Linked DNA regions of Gossypium hirsutum: all the other regions are linked to region 2. Evidence: chromatin contacts called from public Hi-C data. All regions are on one chromosome and are shown on one strand. Each heading gives the region's core, a stretch centred on a gene start, on an enhancer-like site or on the middle of the called end of the contact. The rest is flanking DNA. Distances are from core to core; before and after follow the strand shown. Region 1 holds the start of LOC107954298 (protein AE7). Region 2 holds the start of LOC107954293 (phenylacetaldehyde reductase). Region 3 holds the start of LOC107954299 (zinc finger CCCH domain-containing protein 55).

Region 1 (4,060 bases), core at 1,170-3,669, 150 kb before region 2:
AAAAACCAAAAATTATAAATAAAAAGGGTAAATTACAAAATATTCACTCAATTTTTATTAAAATTCTTTTTTGCCATTGAAAAATTACATTTTGATCACTAGCATTATCAAGTCATAATGTTTTGGTCACTCTCCTGTTAATAGCAATTGCAACCTTAATGGAAGTGTGATGTGGCATTTTAATTTCAAGGTTTAATATCTAATTTAACCCATGAACTATAGTTAACGTATTCAATTTAATACTTTTATAACTTTTTTAACACTAATTCTAAAAACAATTATAGAAAACTGTAAAAATATAAAAATATCTTTAAAAAATCTGGAAATTCATATTTTTGAAATTATAAAATATTTTTACAATTATCTTTATGTAAAAAATTTAAAAATCATAAAATTCAATAAAAGTTCTATAAAAAATTATCTAAAATCTAAAAATATATAAGTTGCAAAAATGATAAAAAAATTATTTTAAATCCTCTTTACCATTGGTTTCAGAACTGGACCGAGTAATCGAATTGGCTGAATCTAGAATCAATCAACAAACCAATCAAGAATAAGGAGTTGGATCAGTTGACGCACAAACCGGTTGAACTGGCTGGTTGGACTCGTAGAATTGATTCGATTTTCTTTTTTAATTTATTTTAATTTTTAATAATCCATTCAATTGAATCAAATGAACCAATCGATTCGAAAATTAATGGTTAACTGATTCGACCATCAGTCTAATTATGAAATCCGTGTCGTTTATAACAAATTATAACAAAAGAGCATTTTCACACCAATTTTAATTATTCTAAACAAATTACAACAAACTATTAACTAATTAAAATATTATAATAATTCCTCCATTCATGTCCTCCAGTCAAGCTCATTTTGTATAGTGCTTGGTTAGAATTTCGAGTATCAAAGTCTTATTTTATTGAAGTCCACGAAGAGTGAAATGCTTAAAATTTGGCTAATAAGAATTACAAGTGAACATGTCTTGCTATAATCGAAATAAAAGTGGTATGTGCTAAGTGTTTATTATTGTAAATGAAATGACTATAAATATATTATGTGATTAAATGAACACGTAACTTAGTCAAATGTGAAATTTTTAAAACAAAGAGTTAATAAAGTTCAAAGCATAAAAGCTATTTTGAACACTTAGAATATTTTAGACTCATTTCTCTAACATCTACAAAACTTTTAAAAGTCAAATCATCCCATCTTAACCATTTCAGTTTGATTATTTGGGTTAATAGAAATGAATAATTGATGGAACACATGTGAATCTAAAAGTGAGTGAAGAAGAGAATAAATGAATGCTTAATACATGAGAAAAATTATTAATATGTTGGTAAGCATATAAAGTGATTAATGATTTGAAAACATTCTTGGATGTCTTGAGCCATAATGAATGAATTTTTAAGTAAAGAGAATTTAAGCTTTTTTTGACTAATGACCTATAACATGTGTAATTTTATAATTGGAATAAGACTCAAAATAAGTTAGAAGAATTAGTAAATTAGGGAAATCTTAATGTGCTTACTAAGCTCTACGAGTTTAATGCGTTAATGGTTTAAAACACATAGGTCTAAAACTTATCGACAAGTTTAAACTTTAATTTGGGAGCATCGTGTCATTGATTGTGATTTTAAAATTTATAATCCAATAATTGATTCTACTTGGCATTAAACTATGGCATGTGTATAAAGACTTAATTTGGTTTAAAGTTAATTTAGTTTGAATTTTAGAGTTCCAAATCATTTCGAAAACAAATGAAATCAATATGGGTTCAAAATACCCAACTCAAGTACAACAAGTTAGAGTTTCTAATTTGTTTTTCGAATCTCATAAAGAGAAGAACAAAAATTTAAGATTGCATCTCAATCAAAAGATAATTATGGTTGGAACTGCTGAAACGATTTTTTTCATGTTCTTAATCATCTGAAAACAAAGATGATTGGAAAAAATTTCTCTCGTTAACCAATTATTCTTACCATAAATTCTAAAAATGAAATTGCTTTTATTTTTTTAATCATTGGGTAACAAGTTCTTTTTAAATGTAAGTAAGATATGAACAAAATATATAAGAGTATGAAAATTTAAAAACCTAAATGAAAAAAAAAGTTACATTATTAAAGAGAAAGCAGTTAAAGAGATATTTGTATTTTAGAATATTAAATAAATTAATTTAATCCCTATATTAAAAGGAATAAAATAAAATAAAATAAAAATAGGTTTAAAATTATTGTTTTAAAAAATATCATTTAACAAAATTAATATTTTTAAAAGTGAAAATTTTTATTTGAGATCCAACTATAATTAAAAAATATAATTTTAAGAATATTTTTTATATAATAAATATTAACTCTAATGTAATTTAAATTTATTTAATTTTTTAGATAATATAGGGATTAAATTGATTTTGGAATGATAGTCCCACGGCGACGGGGAACTCTCATGAACGTTTGCCTTTATTAAACCCTAATGTTTTGCTCCTTTATTTGAGAATTCTTCTCTTTCTTTTATCATCATCTTTCTCCTACCATCGTCCATCTCTTCTCTCTCTCGTCTCTGCAAATCAATTGTGTTTTTCTTCCCTTCTCCCACCGCCGTGTCCGCTGGTTTTTCCCGGATCCGACCCGTATCCGACACGGGTAAGTCACCCCCAAATTGCCGAGTTCGGGTAACGAAGGTTGAAATTAACAATTTTCTTTGATTGATTCAGAAATTATGGTGTCTGGTTTAATAAATGCAAACCCTATTGTGTACGAGAAGAAAGAGCGGCGGGTTCGTAACGAAGCAGCTGTACCTGATGAATACGCTGTTGAACCTATTGACCAACTAGAAATTTTTTATATCCTCTTTTTTGTTTTTTTTAATCGCTCTATTGTTTATTAGTTCCTTTTAGTTTATGCAACTTATTGTTATCGTTCTGTGTAAAGAATCTCCATCAATTGAGTTAATGCTTTCCATATTTACATCATATTATGGGGAGCAAGTTATTTTGATTTTCTTAACATTCTTAAATCATATTAGAGATATAAAGGATCCTGAACATCCCTATTCTTTGGAAGAGCTTAAAGTAATAACTGAAGATGCTATTGAAGTTGATAACGAGCGAAGTTATGTTAGGTACGATGATCAAATTATCTCTTATTCTCGCTTTTTATCTGTCATATCAGTTTAAGCAAATCTTTTTCTTATTCATTTGTTCCTTATTCAGGGTCACATTTACTCCTACGGTTGAACATTGTAGTATGGCTACGGTTATTGGTCTTTGCTTGAGAGTCAAACTTATGAGGAGTCTTCCTTCTCGCTACAAGGTATTGCCTTTTTTATGTTTTGAGCTAACATGTCATTTCTAGTGCTGTATGAGTTATGTAAAGTCAATCTTTGTTTCCTTGTTTTGCATTGGTTAAGAGCTTAGTTGAAACAATGTTTGGTGCCCTTGATTTAAAGTTTTGGATGGTAGAAAATTGGGAAGAAGAAAGTGGAATATTAGTAATTTGCTGGATTTGTTCCCTGAAATGGAAAGTAAATCATTACTTCTATTGTTGAATACCTGAAAATTTGTTTATCATTTCGTCCATCTTGATAACTGAAGTCTGAGACCTAAAATTTTGAATTCTATCTTATTAGATATGATACATTGATCTGAGCTTCTTGTTTTGCTTCAGAAATATCACTAACTACTAAGATTCCTTTGGGGTTTTCTTCCATGAGCTTATTGATACTTTTAAGTTTGCTGCTGGACTAGTTTGTGACTGAATTTTGTTGTAAACGGAGCGGGAAACTCTGACTTGATCTTTTGCTGAATATGGTGATTTGTGAAGCCCTTTGCTCATTCTTTTATACTGCCCACGTGTGGGGCCTTATCATTGCAATCATATACCTCAACTGATGGTTAAATGGTTCAAATATGATGAGATGTCAAGTAAATGAATTGATTAATGACAAGTTCTTAACAATTTCCTATAGGAAAAACCCTGTTTCACAAAGTTGTCTGCATCTGCATGTTTTGTTCATTAACAATCCCATTGAACAATATGGAGTTCTTAGTTCCTATAGATTA
Region 2 (4,274 bases), core at 1,080-3,579:
GTCCCAAGCTTGCTTTGGTGTCTCACAAGCCATAATTCTGGTGAAGATGACATCTGACACACAATTTTGAATGCAGGACATGGCTTTATGCCTTTTAGTCCTCTCATCAGCATGTTGTCTGATTTAAGCCACTGTGGGATTGGCCCTAAGTGGTGCTGGCTCAGCATCAATGTTTACAACTTCCCACAGATCAAAGGCCTGCAGGTAAGTCCTCATCTTGACCACCCAGATGTGAAAGCCCTCTCCACTGAAGACTGGTGGGGCTGTTGGAGAAAAGCCTAAAGAAGTCATTCGAATTGTGTTTCCCGTGCAACAAGTCCACTAAGACAACGGCTCTAGATACCAATTATTGGTGTTAAAGGCAGTAAGCAAGCTGATTTAGCCTGGCTTGGTCAGCAAGCCTCGTGACTTGGAGAAGAAACAAAGTAAAAACCTTTCTTCTGTTTGTAAGCAATGATAGAGGGTATGTGAATGAAAACAAGCTGAATTTTTCATTAATTCAAACATTGGCAAGTAGCCATTACATATATCAAATATGAGTCAAGCTTACAAGTCAAAATACTACCTAAACATTTACCTAACACCACTTAATATATTGAAAGATAGCTAGACTAGCTTGCACTAGTTACTTTGTTAAATTTTAGTCAATCAACATCTGAAATTACATCAAAAAGATTTACCAACTAAGTTTAAATCTAACTAGATTAAAAAATGATCATTAGAGTAACTAAATGAAATAAACAGAACAGTAGCATTGTGCTTCAGCTGTTGCAAAGCTTGGCTCGACTGCATGTTGTGCTTCTTACTGCATGTGACCTGCATTGCCACCTTTGCTGCTCCACATGATGCATGGGAACTAACTTCATCATGTATACTTGAGCAGTGGTGATTTGATAAAAAAAATTGACAAATGTGAGGGTGATAAGCCGTATGTGCCAACATATCAGGTGTCAAAGGAAAAAGCAAAAAGCTTGGGTATAGAATTCATTCCTTTGGATGTCAGCCTCAAGAAAACAGTTGAAAGCTTGAAGGAGAAGGGATTTGTCCATTTGACCTCTCTTTATTAGCTTCTTCTACACGCTATTATAATACATATATTAACGTTGTTTTTGGTTTTGATGTCACACTTTTCTTGTTTTCGTTTTACTTGAATGGAGAATTGTGGAAAGAACTGATATAATCAGCTATATTTTCCAGGTTCAATCCTTTCTAGTTTTATAGTTCAGTGTTTTGAAATTACCTTACAATTGCTCTGGAAAAACCTAATAACTGGATACACATCAGAACCTGATGTGAATACCATTGAGTAGTTAAGAATGGTTGCAACATTACATATTGACTAAAGATAATCCGGGGAAGTTCTGAAAACACTTTCATATAATTCCCTTTTGATCTAAACTTTATTTAGTAGTAATCATTCTTTAAGTCCATTAATTGAAATTGTTGAGTTGGCTTCGAAAGAGTATAGCATTTGTTCAATAAGAAACTAAACTTGGTTTCTTACCTAAAAGTTTAACAATTATTGTCCTCCATTAGATCATGAACCCAATCAGGAAACTATATGAATGGAATTTCATCTTCAGAACTAGTTAACATATCACTATTTAAAAGTTTGGTATCATTGTAATAAATAAAATCACCTATTATCTATGGCATACTTGAAGACCTAACTAATTTCTCTTTAAATCACATTTAAGGGCTTTTGGAATCCTTTAAGACCATTATATCATGGTTAGAGAGATCTTCCACCTTCACCCCAACTTTCTTTATGACTCTCCTCCCAATTAATTGCATAGAAGGAGTGCCTTGATTCCTACTTTTGCATAATGACACAAAGAGCATAGGTTTTTTTTAAAAAAAAATTTATAATCTGCCAATAATCTTTGAAGAATATATATAAGCTAATAAAATTTAAAATTCTTTATTATTTTTATTGGTAAAAATAAATTTATATTTTAATTTTAATTTTAATTTTAATTTTAAAACCTTTAATTTAAATTAAAATTTCCTTCCCAACCTCTCATCCAAATACACTCTAAAAAAATTTAAATATATAAAAAAAAACACACACACTTGAAGCCTTAACTCATAGGATGGGCCTAGAAGGCTAGGCCCATTGCAATAAATAATGGGCTGTGATACAACATTTCTTATCAAATATAGTAAAAACAGATAGATTAAATCATTGGTGAAATGACAAAAATTAATTTGGTTTACCGTTGAGATTAAGTTTAAATTGGATTTAATTTCATACACTTGTTAGTAAAAGATTAAATAATAGCGCAGGCGAACATTTTTATATAATAAAGTTGATACTAAATTAAATAATGTGGCTTTTATTGAAATATATACGAGTTCTATTATCTAGATTCGGCCCGATATGATAAAAGATTCCATGCGTTTAACACGTAAAAGCTCTTTCAAGCAAATGTGATCTCTACATTTGGTTGATAGAAGAAACTCAACACTAAAATAAAGAGAAGGAAACAAAGATAAGGACATGCAATTGACAGCCACAGAATAGAGCAAAAATCACCAAAAATAGATAAGTAAAGGGAGGAAAATGAGCAGCGGCGCAGGAAAAACCGTGTGTGTAACCGGAGCCTCTGGCTACATCGCGTCATGGCTTGTTAAGCAGCTTCTACTTCGTGGTTACACTGTCAAAGCCTCTGTTCGTGACCCAAGTCTGTTCCTTTTTCATGCTTTTTTTTTTTTGTTGCTTTACTCATTGTTGCTCTTACTTACAAGTGATATTTCATTAGATGATCCAAGGAAGACACGACACTTGCTTGGACTTGAGGGTGCTGAGGGCAGGCTCAAGTTGTTCAAAGCAGACCTATTGGAACAAGGTTCCTTTGATTCTGTGGTTGAAGGTTGTGTAGGTGTTTTCCACACTGCATCTCCCTTCTATCACGATGTCCTTGACCCACAGGTTGACCCTTACATCCTTGATCTACATTGAATATACCCCTTCTCTTTCCACCCTATATACAATCAAGGTTATGAATTTTGTTTATCATGATATCAGGCAGAATTACTCGATCCCGCTGTGAAGGGAACACTGAATGTTTTGAGCTCATGCGCTAAGACCCCTTCCGTTAAACGAGTGGTATTGACATCTTCTATAGCTGCAGTCGCATATAACGGAAAACCTCAAACTCCCGATGTTGTGGTTGACGAGAATTGGTTTAGCGATCCTGATTACTGTAACGGCTTAAAGGTGCATATGTCTTCAATCCCATCTGCTGAATGTTGTGTTTTCTTTTACAACTTCAACCTGTTATATTGAAATAATTATGGAAATTTGAGCAAGAAAAGGATTGTATACTGATGCCAATAGTTTTGTTGTTGAACAAATAAGAATACGATCATGAAGAATCAAGATAAGTTTTTCAGAATTTCACATTTGGTTTCATAATATCTTAATCCATGCTTGATGATTGGTGGTCCAACTTGTATCAAACGTGAACTTTATCCAGTTTATGAACTCTTAAACCTATATGCTTGCTCTATCATATTACTAGAATGGATGCCAATCCTATCACTTCTGCAGATTTCGAGTCTCAGATATTTGAGTTTGAGTACACGTTATGGAACAAATTTTGCAAGGCTGCATAACCGGCTAGTTGTTGCCTTGTTGCTGCTATAATTTGCATTACATTTCTATGTTTGTGAACTATACAATTTGTTCATGCTACAGCCCCTAACATTTAAGTGAGTGATAAGTTTATCTATGTAAATTAATGCTGAAAATTTGTCCTCTTTTTACTTAATGTTTTGTTTTTTCTGGTTATTATTTATTTTTAATTCAGCTATGGTACGTAGTCTCAAAAACAATGGCCGAGGATTCTGCCTGGAAATTTTCAAAGGAGAAGGGCATTGATATGGTTGCCATAAACCCTGCAATGGTGATTGGCCCTCTTTTACAGCCAATACTTAACACCAGTGCTGCAGCAATTTTAAACTTGATTAAAGGTATTTTAGGCCACTATTTTCTTTCTCCGTTTAGACATTGTTGTTCACATCATATATGGCGGTAAGTATTTTCTAACTCAGTGGTGGAGAAAATTAATTTAAACAAGGAAAATTACAAAGACAACTTCTGTTCACGATCTTTCTGTTGTTTGATTGTGCAGGAGCAGAAACTTTTCCCAATGCAACTTTTGGTTGGGTGAATGTTAAGGATGTTGCAACTGCACATATCCAGGCATTTGAGATTCCATCAGCTAGTGGTAGATATTGTTTAGTTGAGAGGGTTGTACATTACTCAGAAA
Region 3 (4,517 bases), core at 1,662-4,161, 200 kb before region 2:
ATCTAAATCTTGTAAAATTTCCTCATCGAAACAAAAATGCAGAAACTAACAATTCTTTAACTTCCCATATAGCCTCTAGCACCAAAGTAAAAATAAAGACAACGAAGTATCATAAATTAATAATGATCTAGTTTCGTGTGGTGTCCTGTTTATCCACCAAAAATGTTTAAAAAAAGCACATGTTTAAATGCAAACTTGTGAAGTCCATTGATGTAAGCCTCCAGTCTTTTGTATAGTCCATTTACCATTAAATGCATTATTGACAATTTAACATGTCCTTTATATGATCATTTGCTTCTAGGCGGATCATACTTAACTGATTAACCCCTCCTTACCTGAAGAGGACAAAAGCAATCAATTAAGCTTAAGATAGTTACTCAAAGACATTTCCAAATATTATAGACCATATAACGTGATAAAACAATAAATAGAATGAACAGAAGTTAGCAATTAAGTACAGGATATTGAAAATCTCCAAGAAAAACTATGGAGTATTGCAAAATAGATTCTGGGTTACTGGGAGACGATACAGATCACACTATCTAAGTCAACGCAATAGCTAGAAAAGGAAGAAGGGTTGGATTTAAAGCCGTCAGGTATATTATCAAAATGAGATTAAACTGATACAGTTCAACTGTCCTTGCACATGAAGGGGAAAAACTGAAAACATTAGAAGTTAAAGGTCAATCTTCTTTTAGCATGTAATATTACTTATACAACAATTAAAAGCTGAATTCTTCGCCCCTTAACATTTTAACTTTACATTATCCTGTGATGTGTGGCAAATACTACAGTAATTGTAGATTCTACCACAAACATAGTGGTCACGGATCCAAGAAGGCACCAGTTAAACATCATTGTAAGGATGCCAACTAGTTATTAACTAAATTGCAACATCAACACTAAAATCCATGGACTGAGGGAAAAATGTCCAAATGTAGCTTCCCACTAACATGCACAGGGACTGAGGAGAAATCATAATCTACGTATTTAATAAGTTAATAAAATTCCTGACTATTTCTCAATGCAATAGATACCTGAAATAGTTAGAAACATCTTCATCTTTAAATGTACTATCAGCTGGAAAAGTCAGGTAAATCTGTTTTGAAGCTGAGTTAGCCTTTTCTGCTAATCCCATTGCGAAAAACTCCCTCTCAGCTCGGCCCTGGGGAAACTTGCAAATTTCTTCACCGAACATCAATGCAGCAGCTCTGCAACATTACAATGAGCCAAATGAAAAATATTTATTTAATTTAGCACAAAGGAAGAACACTTAAATGATCATGCTATGGCTTTTTAAATAACCAGTACTCCCACCAAAATAAGACCAACAATTATCCTATAAATAGAAAACCCCCATGCTAAGGCAAACTCAAACTAATGAACTTTACCATCACGTCAATAAAAAACAAAGACAAAAGCCAAATAGATGTCTCTACTGTTTATCACAGAAAGTGTAAACCACAAACAATTAAATAAATAAAAATTCTTAAAGTAAACTACTTCATAGTAACAAATCCACGAAAGAAACACCAAATAGATAATATGTAAATAAATTCCGAATTAATTTTATGTAAAACCATAACAAAACCTTGTTAAGGATTCCATAGCCAACAAGATAAGCCCAAGGTTAGAACAAAAATTAAGAACCTTAGACAGAATATAGCCCCCCCCCCAACCCACCAAAAAAATATAGAGTCAGAAAGCAGGAAACAAAATTGGGAATCTTTAATACACCTCTGGGCCTCAGTTTGCTGTTGCAACAGAAGATTCATTTTTTTTTCATAAGGCAATGGAGAAGAAACACCAGCCACCAACTGAGCAGCAGCGAATCTTTGCTGATGAGCAGCTGCTCTCATTCTCATCATTTCCTCCTGCTGGTGATAAAGAAGGTCCATTTTACTAGGTGAACCAAAAACAACACCATTAATATCAACATTATCAGCTAAACCACCAAGGCCATGCGAGAACTTGCAATTATCACCGTTCTTACAAAAGCCTCTAGCAAAATAAAGACAAGGCTTGTAACCACCCACAAGACCACCAAATCCGCCGGCTTCTTCAACTGTTCCGAAACATGCATCACTTTCTGAAAAACTCCTTCTATGGCCAATAAAGTCCTCATTCCTAGAAGAGGAAGAATCATTCAAAAATGAAAAATAGTCACTCATTTGATTCTCATCGATTAAATCAGTACTGCTATCCCCAGTCTTTGAAGTAACTAAGAGAGACCCAGAGCGGATATTTTCATAAGAAAGAAAGGGACTTGATTTTGGGCTACTAGCAGGAGACCATGAAGGTACCTTCTTCGAAAATTCTAAGAACCCATTTCTCGGAATGATACTGGGAGACAATGGAGGAAGTGGGTTTTGGGAATTGTTAGAGCTGTTGGGTCTTGAGATTGGGTTCAACTGAGTAGAGAAAGTACTTGAAGAAAGTCCTAAGTGAGCTTTAGCTTTGAAAACAAGGGACTGTAAAAGGGTTTCAGGACCAAAGGCTAAACGCAACAAATCCATGTCTGCTAAGTCCTGGATAAGGATGTAACCCATGATTTTAGAAGCATTTTCTGGGTCTAAAACCTTGATTTTACCGAACAAAATGTTGGTTGTATCACAAAGATCCATGGAGGCTTTACAGTTTTCTCTCGTTTTTTGTTTGTTTGGTATGAGAGAAACTGTGAAGTTCGGATTTTTTTTTTTTCACTTAGAAAACAGACAGTAGAGAGAAGAAAGAGAAAAGAGAGTGAAAAGGAAGTGGCGTTTGTGGGTGGGTTTTTGGGGTTTTCGATGTTTTGTTTTCTTTTTTCCTTTTTATTTTTCAAAAAGACTTGGCTAATTAAAAATTTTAAATGGAATGAAAAACAGAGGTAGAGTGGGATAGGAAAATGAGCAGAGAGGGTTTTGAAGTGAAGCAATGAGCGGGCTTTACCTATCCTATAAATATATACTACAAATAATATACAATAAATAATAAAATTTATAATTATAAACTAATTAATAATAATAACTTATAAAATATGTACAATATTAAAATTAAAAAAATTAATTAAATTGTTTATGTGTTGTCATTAATCTTGAGTCGATATCGAGTTAACTTGTGATATTGACTCAATCAAATATATTATATATATACAATTGATGGAAGTAAGAATGTATGCATAATAAATTAATCAAAATAAAGTTTTAGTTGAATTGTAAATTATTATTATTTTTAATGCAATTGATTCGGGTTCAAATTTCATCATTTGCATATTTTATTGTTTTTTTTAAAATAAAAAGATCACTCGAGTAATATAACTTATTTTAATTACAGAACGACATTTACATAATTTTCCTAACTGAGGTGGTGACCCAGTTGAGGGTGACCCAACTCAGTTAAGAGCTTAAATAATAGTATAGATAAAAAAACTTATTTAAATAAAATCGATAAAAAAATTTGTTAGGGATCGACCCGATTAAGCAACGAACAAGTAAAAATAACAGAAGAAATTGAGAAATTGAATACAAAAATTTAACGTGGAAAAACCCCTCCAAAGAGAATAAAAAATCACGAGCAAAGATAATTTTACTATAATGGCAAAAGAACGAAGAGTGCAAAAGATGGAGATAAAAACTAAACCCCGAAAACTCAAAAAACCGAAAACAAAAAACCTTAAAATTTAAACACAAAATTCTCTAAAAGTGTTATGAGTTCTAATATCTAATGAATGTTTTTTTTAAGGTTGTAAAAGTGCCTATTTTTGGAAGACTTCTAGCCTTCGACTTGTACACTGTCAAATCAAAACTAACCTGGGTCTGATTTTTATGAACACAATGCCCTAACTTTTCAAACTTACATCCAAAAGAGAACCTCTCTTTAATGAAACGGTCATACCTTTTTCCCTCATATAACCAAGTTGTCTCCACTCCAAACGAGTTGACTTCGACTTCGTAACGAACGAGGGACATTTGATTTCACCGGTCACTGTAGAACCTTCCAGAGTATAAAGACTGCCGGTTAGTTTACCTTTTAATAAAACGAGAGCTCCACGAGATACCTTAACGTCGCTCGACTCGATGTTGATTCTACATTCTTTCGAGTCTAAAATACTCAAGGAGATTAGATTCTTTCGTAAATCAAGTACATACCTGACATCTGAGAGTGTTCTAATTGTCTCATCGTGCATCCTAATTTTAACAGTACCAATACCAATTAGGTTACTGGATGAATTGTTTCCCATTCGCACAACTACAGCTTCAACTGAACAGTATGTGGAGAAACATTCTCTATTGGGACATATGTGGAAAGAACATCCCGAATCTAGGATCCACTCGGACGTAAGCTCAGAGCTTTCACTTATTGACACTAACAAGAAATCATCACCACTTTCATCGGCCAAATTAGCACCAACTACATCTTCCTCGTTACTCTTAGCAATCCTTTTATTTCGCAGTTTAGAACAATCTTCTTTGACATGACCTAACTTCTTACAATATCGACACCTTTTGTCTCGCTTCTTTGATGCTACCAAAATGGAA

Evidence for each region. Hi-C and Micro-C count contacts between places; a contact is called where the count stands out from the background.
Region 1: a Hi-C map of leaf shows a contact between it and region 2, with 2.8 times the contacts expected there. The contact joins the promoter of LOC107954298 here to the promoter of LOC107954293 in region 2. A contact is called at or near these places in 11 of 34 Hi-C or Micro-C datasets (anther, callus, hypocotyl and 3 more).
Region 3: a contact with region 2 is called in a Hi-C map of hypocotyl, with 1.8 times the contacts expected there. The contact joins the promoter of LOC107954299 here to the promoter of LOC107954293 in region 2. A contact is called at or near these places in 4 of 34 Hi-C or Micro-C datasets (hypocotyl, leaf and seedling).

The regions. Positions count from the first base shown.
Region 1 is chrD07:19,240,292-19,244,351 of Gossypium_hirsutum_v2.1, forward strand. It overlaps LOC107954298 (protein AE7), which reads left to right and starts at 2,420. Exons shown (of 6, transcript XM_016889810.2): 1 at 2,420-2,642; 2 at 2,714-2,842; 3 at 3,015-3,120; 4 at 3,212-3,311. The coding sequence starts at 2,719.
Region 2 is chrD07:19,388,133-19,392,406 of Gossypium_hirsutum_v2.1, forward strand. LOC107954293 (phenylacetaldehyde reductase) reads left to right here and starts at 2,330. Exons shown (of 6, transcript XM_016889807.2): 1 at 2,330-2,684; 2 at 2,763-2,932; 3 at 3,029-3,220; 4 at 3,813-3,975; 5 at 4,137-4,274. The coding sequence starts at 2,564. It also overlaps the pseudogene LOC107956056.
Region 3 is chrD07:19,190,551-19,195,067 of Gossypium_hirsutum_v2.1, forward strand. LOC107954299 (zinc finger CCCH domain-containing protein 55) reads right to left here and starts at 2,912. Exons shown (of 8, transcript XM_016889811.2): 1 at 1,738-2,912; 2 at 1,038-1,211. The coding sequence starts at 2,624.